2 separate regions of the Columba livia genome follow, and region 1 is linked to region 2. Evidence: chromatin contacts called from public Hi-C data. All regions are on one chromosome and are shown on one strand. The core of a region is the stretch at or near the end of the contact, and the rest is flanking DNA. Distances in the headings are between cores, read along the strand shown.

Region 1 (5,820 bases), core at 2,007-4,506, 160 kb after region 2:
ACTGATACTTGGTGAGTACTTTTGTTTTGGATGAGACTTACTCCTAAAGCTGCGTTTATGTGTGGATAGGCTGGATTTTCTTACTACACCAGTTGAAATCATTGTGATTTGATGAAGTTGCGTTGCTGTAAAGCTGATGTGAGAGTCGGGCTCAGCTGTGGTCAGTTCTAATGCTTTGTAGACAGACTTCTTTCCATACTAAGAGGGCCAGGAAGAAGTTGGGGTTTTGTTAAACCAGCCAACCCCTAAAATGGATGAAGGGTCTTTTAACCAACCCAAGAGCAACCAAGCACTTCCGAAATACAGTGCTGCCAGTTTTATTTTTTAAAAGAAGATCCCTCCCCCAATATTCATCTGATATTTGCCTTCATTAATAGAGCAGTTTGTTGTTCACAAAATACAAAGACTGGATGTGCTTTTCCATAAATCATTTAAACAAAGCTATTTTTTTAAAGCTCCGAAAGGCTTCTTCAGGAGAATTTCAGAGGGTTGTATACAAGTTGCCTTCAGCAGAAATAGCAAATGCGATTCTGTTCCTCAAACGTGCTTGCGAGTCTTCCTGAAATTCTGTGGAGGCAGAACCCGATTATGTACCGTGAATGTCAGGATCTGTGTTTGGCCTTGCGACCTGGATTTCAAGCGTACACCTAATCATGGGTTTATTTTCTCTCTGAGTCGGAGGCTTCAGTTGGAATCATCTGGTCGAGTGTGCTGCTGGGTGTGCTCTTGGCTCCTCCAGTCTCTTTACCCAGGGATCGTGTGAAGTACATTTCAAACAGTTACAGCTGCCGTGGCCGATTCTTCTTGTAACTGTATTAAGGGCATTAGTCTGTTGAGAAAACACCACTCTTGAGTATCTCCCAATACCAATTGGGATTCTTAAATGTCATTAACGAAAAATGGCACTTCTAGGTTATATACTCTTTGCAGCATACAAAAACCTCTCTATCTTGCTACAGTTTCCATTTCACAATATGCCATGTTTTTCCCCTCAATGCTTCTAGCATGACAAGATGTGTGTGCACTGAATTATCATCCTCAGCCTCTTAGACACTCATGAACTTCCACAAGAGCAAATAATGACTATGCATTTATTGTCTTTCTAATGAGCTGTGGAGCTAAAAGCAGAGCCAGAGCTATTTTAAGCCACGCTTTTTCCCCACCCCCCCCATTTAAAAATTAAAAACTCCAGATTTTTTAGATGACATCAGTGTTGAGAGTGTTTCTTAAGAATATTTTGTAGTCGTGCATCTCTTAAGTCAAATTTGGGTGAGAACTGGCTAAGGAAAACTTCTGGCTCAGATTTGGTAGTGTCAAAAGCACACTCCACCCTGTCAATATCTTCTGATTGAGAAACGGATCTAGTAGTTGCACTTAATTTTATTAATCTTTCTTATGGATATTCTTACATTCTGATTTGGATCATCTCCCAGAATATTATGTGAAATCCAACTGAATGCTCGGTACTTGTGGTTGAGTGAACTCTTAAGGCTGACGGCACATGCGGGTGTAGGTGGTGGAGAACGTGTTTTCAAAAGGCATTTTAAACCAAACATGGCATCGCGTGCTGCCCGCGCTCGGGGTCACCATCGTAATGCTGTCCTGGATACTCTGTAATCAACTTCCAACTGGAGCTCAGAAAAACTCACTGAAAGTCTCGTCTCTGTTAGAAAATGTACCTTGTTACAAGCATGATGTGTTAAGAGTTGCGATGTTTAATGTTGGTTAATAGTTGTGCAGTTTTTATTTTTTTCAAAAAGAGGCACAATTAAACTATTGACTTTGTTTACTCTGTCACCCTTGATCTCTAGCACTTCTGTCCAGATACAAATTCATCAATGTATGCAACATCCTTTGTAATTTAAAATAAAAATTGTGGAGGAAATACCGTCTCTAATCCTTGTATGTGTGGAGTGATGGAGAACGGCGAGTGTTCCCTGCAAGTAAATGCCCTCGATCTCCTGGTATCGCTGGCAAGCGGCCTCTGGAAGGGCTCAGAGGTCGCTGAGGGGAGAACTTGCTCCCAGTTTGCATGGAGAACCTGGGCTGTGACCCACCAGGTGCTTCGCCTTTGTGCGGTGGCCATGGAAATGGGCTCCAGCACCCGCTGGCTTTGTCCAGCCGGGGTTGGTGTGAGCGGGAGGACACGGCACCAGCTCCTGGGGAAGCCCAAGGGCCGTGGTGTGGCCTCGCAGGTTGGGAAGGTCCCTCCGGTCCCTCCCGCTGTCCCCCAGCCCCTCGCACTGACACATCCTCCAGCTGCTGGGGGTCAATGGCCCCGTCGCCCAGGCCTGTCCCCCCAGAACCCTCGGCAGGTCTGTTGGGTATGAGACCGTGAGGACCCATTGAAGGAGGAATGTTGTTTGTACAAAGCTAGGAACCTAGCGCGGGGAAGGACCGAGAGACACCAGGCTGTGAATCCTTAATGTAAAACAAAGTCTCTTCAAACTAACCCCGGAATGCAAACTGATTCCTGTATTTTAAAAGTTAATCTAGGGGGAAGGGTAGCCAAAGAGCCAGGAATCTGTATCGTAAATATATCAGTAAGGGGAGTGGGTTGTTAGAATTGGATGAATGAGACAGGTAAACTGAGGCAGGGTCGGGTGGTCTGTAAACCCTGCAGAACCAGCCGATGGGGAGCAGGGGAGGGAATCTGCACCGGGATTGGGGTGGTACAAGCAGGGGCTTTTTCACAGAATCCCAGAATGTCAGGGGTTGGCAGGGCCCTGGAAAGCTCACCCAGTGCAATCCCCCCATGGAGCAGGAACACCCAGATGAGGTTACACAGGAAGGTGTCCAGGCGGGTTGGAATGTCTGCACAGAAGGAGACTCCACAACCCCCCTGGGCAGCCTGGGCCAGGCTCTGGCACCCTCACTGGGAACAAGTTTCTTCTCAAATTTAAGTGGAAACTCCTGTGTTCCAGTTTGTATCTATTGCCCCTTATCATTGATTGTCAATTTTTGCCCTATTCCATGCGCCCACCTTTAGGCAGAACACCTGGTCTTGCAAAATGGTTAATAAAATCTGCTTTGCTGAGAGATCCTGCCTGGGCTTATTCTATTGCCAAGATGACCGTTTTCTACAAAACTGCGGCTGCTGAGGCCCTGATGTTGTCATCGCTTCTCGCGGGTGTCACGGCGGGTGTCACCGCCGAGGAGCAGCCGGTTGCCGCCCCGGGCCCCTCAGCGCCCCCGGCCCCTCAGCGCCACCGGCCCCTCAGCGCCCCGGGCCCCGCGGCGGCGGCTGCGGCCCGTGCGCTCCCGGAGCCCGCAGGGGGCGCCCGCGAGCCGGAACGCGCCCTCTCCCCCGCCAAGATGGCGGCGGCCGCCGTGCCCGTTCGGGTCTGCAACCAGGAGATCGTCCGCTTCGACCTGGAGATCAAGGCGGCCGTGCAGGTACCACCGCGGCGGGACTCCCCCCCTCCCCCTGCCAGGGCTGCGGGGCGTGGAGCTCCGGCCGCGCTCACCGGGCCGTTGTGTTCCAGGACATCCGGGACTGCCCGGGGCCGCTCAGCGCCCTCACCGAGCTCAACGCCGCCGTGAAGGAGAAATTCCGCCACCTCCGCGGCCGCATCCAGGTGAGGGGCCCGGCCGGGGGCGGCGGGGAGGCCGCGGGGTCCCGCTGAGCGGGTCGATCCGCCGTGAATTCGGCGCGGGCTGCGGGTTGCAGGTGGCAGCAGGTGTTGATCAGGTTTTATCAGGTTTCCGTGTTTCTCTTGCCGTCCAGGAGCTCGAACAGATGGCGAAGGAGCAAGATAAAGAGTCGGAGAAACAGGCGTTACTGCGGGAAGTGGAAAATCACAAGAAACAAATGCTCAGGTGGGCCGGGCAGCGGGTCCCTGTGAGCAGAGATCCCGAACTGCCGCACAGCGGTTGCAGGTTTGGAAATGCTGTTGCTGACATGATGCTGCTTTGCTCAACACCAAGAGTGGATCAGGATGGAAAGGGCAGGAGTCCTTTCTTCTTTGCTCTCCTGTTCTGTCTCCGTAGCTGTGGTCTGACGCTTTGAGCCGCTGATCATGTAAGGAGGTGACTTGAGGGTGACATTTGGCAGCTGGCACAGTATTCTGCTCCCCTCGCTCTGTAAATGATACACCTACAAGAAGAAATGACAGGACAGCATATTGTTGTTTTGTTGTATAATAAGGTGGCTGAGGAGAGACCTCATTACTCTCTACAACTGCCTGAAAGAAGGTTGGAGCATGGAGGGGGTTGGTCTCGTCTCCCAAGTAGCAAGTGAGAAGACAAGGGGAAACGGCCTCAAGTTGCACCAGGGGAGGTTTAGATTGGATATCAGGAAAAGATTCTTCCCAGAAAGGGCTGTGGGGCATTGGAACAGGCTGCCCAGGGCAGTGCTGGAGTCACCATCCCTGGAGGGGTTTAAAAGGCGTTTAGATGAGGCTCTCAGGGCCATGGGTTAGTGCTGCAGTGAGGTTATGGTTGGACTCGATGATCCTGAGGGTCTTTTCCAACCGAAATGATTCTATATGAAGTCCATGCACATGTCTGGGGTGCTCAGTTACAGTGGTGTTTGCTTTGTGGAAATTGTTTTAACTTGCAAGGTGTTGCCATCGTCCTACAACATTGTGCTCTTGTGCTTTCAGCAATCAGGCCGCTTGGAGAAAGGCAAATCTGGCTTGTAAAATTGCTATCGACAACTCTGAGAAAGATCAGCTGCTGCAGGGAAGAGACTCCTTCAGGCAAAGGTATTGGACCATCACACTGCATGAGCTGAGATTTAAACACAATACTGTATTCACTAGCTTTAAATGGAAGTGACATAATGTTTTTAAGTTATTTAATTGTATCTGGAGCTTAATTGTGTCTTGTAGCTTTTCTTTTGTGAGTGCCTGTATCTTTTGTGGAGATTTAAAGTGTTAAGGATTGTGTTAATTTCAGGTTTTCTTGGCATTGTCACGTCCAAGTGGAAAAGGGGATAAGATAGGCTTCATAGTTTTACAGTATATTTCTTACATTAATTCTTGTCAGCGTCATAAACAGGTAATTGATCATTATATAAGCTCGTTTTATGTGCAAAACTGGATGTAAGCTTGTGTAATTTCTGTATTGAAAAACTGGCCTGTTTAGTATTGTCACGCAACAAATGGGATACCCAAGGTAGTTTGTATCAGTGCTTCCATGCCAGCCCGTGAAATTGTACAGTCGTGGGTGAATAACAGGGGCCCACATCTGAGCCGCCGGCAGTTGGTTTGCCTCATGACTTTAATATTTTGTGATTTCTTTTAATAGCTTAGTGAAGGTAACCTGAATTTCTCATGCAGTAAAAACTGGTTGTGTGTTTTGTATAGTGGCAGAGGTGTTTGGGGCCAAGCTCTGATCTAAGCTCCCTGCCAGCAGCATTTTCCCTGCCGTACCCAGAGCTGTGATTTTATCCCTTCCTGCTTTATTGTTTCCCTATATCAGGAAGAGCACAAAGGAAAGTCTGGCAGAGAGTGCAAGTAACATCACGGAGAGTCTGATGAGCATCAGCAGGATGATGTCACAGCAAGTCCAGCAGAGTGAGGAGACGGTGCAGACCTTAGGTACACATGGTTTGGGGTGTTTGGGTGTGGACTGGATGACTGAAGCACTTTTCACCAGTTCTTTTTGGTTGTGGAGAGGCAAACCGACGCGGTGTTTAGCGTGGTGGAAACCTGCTTTGCCCTTACCACGATGATAATCAAAGGACCGTCCAGCAGCACGCCTCTCACAGTTTGGCATAAACTGAAAATAATAACGTATGTTTTGTGGAATTGTTTGCTGGAGTTTCTGTTTCATGATTACGAATAAACAAGGAGAAGGGCGCAGGCTGCAGAGCTC
Region 2 (6,479 bases), core at 1,220-3,719:
CAGGATCCCAGCAAAAGGGGTGCTCAGCAGCTTGGATTCGTTCACATTTGGTAAACACTGAAATCTGCCCATCCCGAACAGAGCTCAGGCTGCAGAGGCTGCAGCAGCAGCTCCATGGAAGCTCCATCAGAGAAGGTGGGTGGCTTGAGCATGGGAAGGGGGCACAGCAGATACTTCAGCAATGGGAAAGGTACATAAATCAGCTTGAGGTTTTGGAACTGGGACACAGGTGGGGCTATTGGCTTTGTGAAGTGATTTCTCTGATTTCTGATGACTGTACTGTGCAAATGAAGAGACCACTTCGCATTGAGAGCAGGCTGAAATTTATATATATTCTTTCTCAGTCCTTGACAATTAATTCCACCTTGGTTAAAATCCTTGTAGCCAATACTGGAACTACCACCAAGTGCATTTGTTTACCTTATCTATTAAGCAAACACGAGTGCAGCAGTAACCATTGCTATAATGTATTATCAAGGTCTGACTTGCCTGATAGCGCACTAACTTCTAAAATGTTGTCTTGGGTACTGTTTTGCAGAAAACTGCCTTTATAACCAAAGACTTGATGTTTGGATTTCAAAACAAAACCCAACACCAAGGATCACAGTTATTCGTCAGTTAAAAATACTCTTCCGTTACACAGCAAACATACAAATCTGGTGGTGACTGGCTGCCCCAAAACCAAACACAGTATTAGCAGACTCCAGGAGAAAGAAATACAAGAAACATGAGAACCCACTACAGCAGAGTATTTCCTGCACCCAAAGCATTCATTTATTAGTAATACGATCAGCCCTTAACCCACAGGAGCTAACAACACCTTGCAGAACAGCTGAGACCCTCCCTTAAGGTACATACTCTCCTGAACTCACTATTGCCCCACACACCTGAGAGCAATAGCCAGTAGGAAACAAGGCTTAAAAGTTCTGCCTGCAATTACTAATTTCCTGAAATGAGAAGTACTTACTGCAGATTTAGACGCCCAAGTCCTACTCTGCATTGCCCTGCATCCCTTGTTGTGCAGTAGGTAGCACGCAGCATCAGCGTGAACCTGCTCGACAGCTGGATTTCTGCAAACACATTTGCCCTTCAGAAGAGAGGTGGGCAACGCAAACTCATGCTCCAAACGCTCCCAGCCCAGCCCCAGAGAGACCTTTCCCTCACCTCTGTGCCCCACACACTTGTACGGAGGTTCAGCCACCAGCACCCAGGAGTGCACCCTCACAGGTCACCCTGCTGCACATCACAGCACTGAATTTACACATTAAATAAACGACAGTACTCCAGTAGCAAAATATTTTGGGTTTCCCCAAAGGAAGAGAAAACAAAACTAAGTACTTAAAATATTTTGAAAGAAGTAATTAAATCAGAACAATGCCTGAAAAATTGATCAAATTTCTAACATTGCCATTAAGAATCAGGCGTGAAGAATGACAATGTTTTGTTTCAAAATGAAACTGTAGCAGGTCACACACATCTGGAAAACAATATGCAGATCCTAAAGGCCAGGAGCCAAGGGGAGATTAACGAGGAACAAGTTCAGTCTTGTTGAAACTCACTACTGTATAGCAATACTGGTAACAATGATGATGCTTCACTTTTAGTTTAGATGTTACCCAAGACTTTTCTTATTCCCAGCCAGGATTATTTCCATTCTGGAGTGCTGGCACCTTGTACCGGTTGGCTGCGTTCAGTTATCAGCTCCCTTCAAATCCAGCCAACCAGGCTGCCGACTGTTGGCCTCTTTGGACATTCACAAGACGCATAAAAGGCAACAAGAACCTGACACCGGCTGCAGGGCCAGCACAAACCCGTTTGTTTTCCCAGGTCTGTTTTCCTGGCCTGCGAGCTGGGATTGGCAGACAATTTTGGAACGAAGGACTTTGAATTACAGCAGGTGGATTTGGCAGCACTGCTGCTCGGGCAGCGACTGCAAAGGATGAAAGTGCATTGATCGCCACCGTTCTTGCTGGGGGTAGAGAAAGGAAACAAACCGCACACGCTGCGCTCTCTGGAGCTCGGTAACGAGCAGGAACTCAGACCACTGCATACACATTCTTTCTGCGGCACGACCGTAGCTCAGCGGGTCCAAGCACAAGCACTTTGTCTGTCAACACGCGTGTCACCGATGCCACCGCCACATCCTCCCCACCCTGCGGGACAACGCGGGGCGGCCCCTTTGTGGGTTATTTGGTTTTGTCAAGCCCACAGCACAGCTATGCGCTCCCCGCATGCGGCAGCTCCAGCGCGGAGCGAAAGGCCGGACCGGTCCCGTCCCGGCTCCGTCCCATTCCGTCCCGGGGAGCAGGGACGCTCGGCCCCGCACTTACCGATGCTGGCGGCGCTGCGCAGGACGGACTCAGCGTTCCCCATGGCCGGGCGGAGCGGAGCGGGACGGCGGGAAGCGGACGGCAAGAGACCAGGAGGTGACCGGGCAGCCCCGCGCTCCCGTCGATTCGAAGCTGCCGCCCGTCCCGCCCAGCACCGCCACCGCCAACCGCCGGGCGCGGGCGGGGCCGCAGGGGCGGAGCGGAGCGGAGCTGCTCGGCTGGGCTGGGCTGGGCTGGGCTGGGCTGGGCTGGGCTGGGCTGGGCTCATCAGGGTCCCCGGCTCCTCTCCGGCAGGAGGGGCGGTGTCTGCACCCCCGGCCGCCTGCACTGGAGAGGTGTCCGCGTGGGTGTCAGCCCGCACCAAAGCACCGACCTCAGCTGTAAAGGGAGGTGCCTGCAGCCATGTCATCCCGCAAAGGGATGTTTCGCACCCATGGCAACCGACAAAGGGAGGTACTTCACCCGTGCACTCTCGTCAGTCGGTAAAACCTAGGTGTCTGTGGTCATGCTCCCCTGCCAGCCTATAAAGGCGGTTCTTTTAACATGTGTACTCGCACCAATCCATACAGACCGGTTGTCTGTGCCCCCACCAGCCCAATAGCGGTCTCACATGCCTTGACATTTTCAATGAACGGGCTACAGACATGAGGCTTCTCCATGGTCCCTGCACAATGCTGATAAAAGTAACATACTAGAAATGCTTCCTTTCCTAAAAAGACTTTAAAAAAAATTTAAAAGACAGCACTAGTGCAGACTAGTGGTCCACAGCAGTAATCTTCACTAGTGTGCAGCTGTGTGCTGATACACAGCTGCTTCTAGGAAAGGGCCAAGAGCAGGGAAACGCCTCTATCACATCACAGGGTGAAGATTTCTTCCCCATCTCAGAAAGTGTGTGGTCCTCTGGTGCCACAAGCTGGGAGATTTATAGTAGAGATGAGTCCCACTGCCCCTGAGGCACTGTGTTCCCCATTATTTCATTTGCTCTTATCCTTTGCAGAGGACTGGTGTGGATTTCAGAGGAATTTAATGAGCAAAACAGAAGGCTTAAGGTTCCTGAGTCTTTCTACTGTCACAGCAGCCCTGGGAATAACAGAGAGAATGAAGGAAAATGACAGTAGGGAGGCCACCGTTTATCCCAGTGCCGATTTCATCTTCCACAGCTGCATCCAGAACATCATCACTGGGTGCTAGCAGCTTCAAATTGTTTAGATGCAGATTAAGACACATCCTGCCCTCAAAACCACAGACAAAATAATGGGAACACGATGCGCAGACAAGCATGTTGCTGCTTTGAGCCTGGGAACGAGCTGAGTCCAGGAGAACAGCAGCAGTGATGCCTTTGCAGGGGCTCTGCTGCCTTCCCTGCTCCATGCCAGTACATCTTATCAGACACCACGGTTATGTGTGGAGAGCCCTGCTGAGGAAGGGATGTCTTCCTTGAGTGTGAGCAGCAGAGTGAGTGTGCCATGCAGAGACTCCTTATCTGGCTGCTAATGCACTTTTTATCTTCTCCGTTAGGTGAGAGCAACACGGCAGGGGCTCTGGTACTCGAGCAACCTTCCGAGCCGACAGTGCTCTCCTCACACGTGGCAGTTTTTAGTCACCTCGTCACCAGGTTTAGGATCATTAGCGTGGCTTGGTTTTCTAATAATAACCCTCGTACCAACAATAATAACAGCCGCACAATCCAGAAGAACTGCTGAGTGTTCACAGTAGTTCCTGAGCAAGTTGGGACTGGTGGCAGGACGCGAGCTGCAGCCCTGAGTAACACCAGCCGTTACAACAGAAGGGCATTGATTTCTCAGACTTTCTCAAAGCAAAAGGGAGGAGGTGTCTTGCTCTGTTTATTCCCAGAAAACACTTAGACACACTCTCATTCCTGAGGAGGGCGAGTAGCATACAGAGCAGCTTTCCCAGCCCTCTAATAACAGGGAAGTTGCTTCCACCTAAGCAGGTGCGATGGGAACCTGCCTGCAGAGGCAGCATGTGCAGAATCACCCACTGCCCGGTGATGACCCCGGTGCCAAGGAGAGCAGCCTCAGAGCTGGGCGGCTGGCACACTCAGCACACAGCACTACTCAACCATCTCATTTTGGGCGGCTGGGCCAGGAACACAGTCCCTGCTGTCCTGGCAAACATTTCCCAAGTGATAAGAGCAGCCTCTTTTTATCTACATTTTCTCCCACCCCTGTTCTAGCCACTGCCAGGTTGTCCCCAGGAGAAGGAGAAACCATAAGCAGGTTACACTGTGTCACTCAGCCAGACAGAGGAGGCTGGAGGGACCCTGACAGCTCTGCTCCAAGGGGTAGAGATACAAACCCCAAGAGGAGGATGCAGGAGGGGTGTGTGGCTCTTTCCCATTCAGCCCCCTGCCGATCTACACCCAGCCCCTGGGACGGGCTCTCGGGAGGTGTTGCTTCATCTGCTGGTCACGGCACAGAGCTGAGGTTCAGATGACCTTCTGACAGAGGTTGTCTGTTTGCTTGGAAGAGCTGTTGTCAAATCACTTCAACCTCTCCATGCAGCTTCACTCCATAGGGGAGGGATAACGCTGCTCAGGGAGGTTGTGTGGTTGGTGTTTAAAACTGGCCTGTAACGTTCAACAGTGTCTTGAACAGACAAAGGGCTAGCCAGCATCACATTGCCCAAAATAGCCCCTGCATAATCCTCTATTCTTCCTGTGTCAATGTCATGCTTTGGATGAAAGCCTGATTAGGCTACATTTTCATAACATTTTTGCAGAGTTGCAATATCATAAAGAGCACAGATTTCCAAGAAGATTTGGAGCCAAAATTTATTCATCCTGACCTGAAGAAAGGCTTTTTTATTCTTCAGTGCTTAATCAAGCTCCTTATTCTCCTGTTGCCAAGAAGCAGCCTGGCTAGCAGTGACCATGGTAATGATTTTTTAAAACATGAACATCTGTCTCCGCTGGGAACTAAGCTGAGGTTCACCAGCTCATTTCACGCCGAGACCACCAAGCAGCTGTTGGGCAGCACTGGCCCTCAGCATAAGTTCTTGGCTTGGAACCAAAAGCCTTCAGCAAAGAAAGCTTTAGCTCACATAAACTGTCACACCTCACCTCTAGGGACACAACATCTGTCCCGCGAGCTGCCTGGCCAGCACAGCTGCAGGGTGCAGCCCACAAATTTCCCAAAAACAAGCGAGGAGGAGGACGCTGCTCTGCAGCTCGGCCCCCCACACACACCCATCATCATTTCTGCAGGGTCCGCTCAGTGCTTGGTCACTTGGCTTCACTGCTGCAGCAGCACACGGGGATTGTCAGCCTTAGCTGGAAAGCTAAGCCCTGACCCAAGCAGACATCAGAGAGAAGTTAAATGAGGCCACATCCCCTCAGCAACAGGGGAGTGAATTACTTCAGTGAGTAACTAAACATGCCCTTTCCATTCTTCCGCTCACCCCATAAGCCCTCGCTCTGGAAGCACTGGAAGAATAACGCAATACACCAAATGAACAGAAAGGAGAGCAGCGCTTATAGAAGCAGAGCACTGGAGCTGCTGCCCAGGGCACCTCCGTGGGCTCAGCCCAGCCCCTGCAGTGGCCCTGTCTGTCCTCAGGTGCCCGTGCATTGGGTGTCACTGCCCATCCTCAGGTGCCCGTGCACCGGCAGGTGGTCACGGAGAAGCCCTCAAGATCCCCTGTCCCCTTGTGCTGCCGGAGATGCTTGCACAGCAGCTGGGAAAGGTGCAGACACATGGGTGCAGAAGACACCCAGGTGTGCAGTAGCAAGGATCAGGCCCTCACTCAAACAGGGGTATTTTGGGAGCTGTCACAATGTAATCCTGGAAAAATCCACAGTTTCCTTTCTGAAACTCTGATGATTGCAGTAATAATAATGCTTAGCTGTTTTCGTAACAATTTTATCAGCAGATCTCAAAGTGCTCCTTAAGCCCCGGTCCCAAAACTGCAGAGATTCTCATCACAGGGAACATGAGGAACAACGTTTTCATTGAGGTCACTCAGTAGCTGCCCTGGTACAAACCTCCACATTTCCAAATACTCGACTGGTGTCGGATCCTGCAGCATTAGAGAATGCTGTTGCTGAAAACTTGGGACACTTGAGTGCCTCCCCGCCTTCCATTGAAGATGCTACTGAAGAGCAAAGACTTTGCATTTAGTCACTTTACA

What was found. A called contact is a pair of places that touch in the nucleus more often than the background predicts.
Region 1: a Hi-C map of crop shows a contact between it and region 2, with 2.2 times the contacts expected there. The contact joins the promoter of BNIP1 here to the promoter of NEURL1B in region 2. A contact is called at or near these places in 2 of 2 Hi-C or Micro-C datasets (crop and liver).

The regions. Positions count from the first base shown.
Region 1 is chr14:2,802,203-2,808,022 of bColLiv1.pat.W.v2, forward strand. It overlaps BNIP1 (BCL2 interacting protein 1), which reads left to right and starts at 3,257. Exons shown (of 6, transcript XM_021297213.2): 1 at 3,257-3,396; 2 at 3,486-3,578; 3 at 3,728-3,819; 4 at 4,605-4,706; 5 at 5,425-5,543. The coding sequence starts at 3,316. It overlaps CREBRF (CREB3 regulatory factor), which reads left to right. Exons shown (of 10, transcript XM_065029526.1): 10 at 1-1,897.
Region 2 is chr14:2,647,620-2,654,098 of bColLiv1.pat.W.v2, forward strand. NEURL1B (neuralized E3 ubiquitin protein ligase 1B) reads right to left here and starts at 2,470. Exons shown (of 5, transcript XM_005509458.3): 1 at 2,331-2,470. The coding sequence starts at 2,373.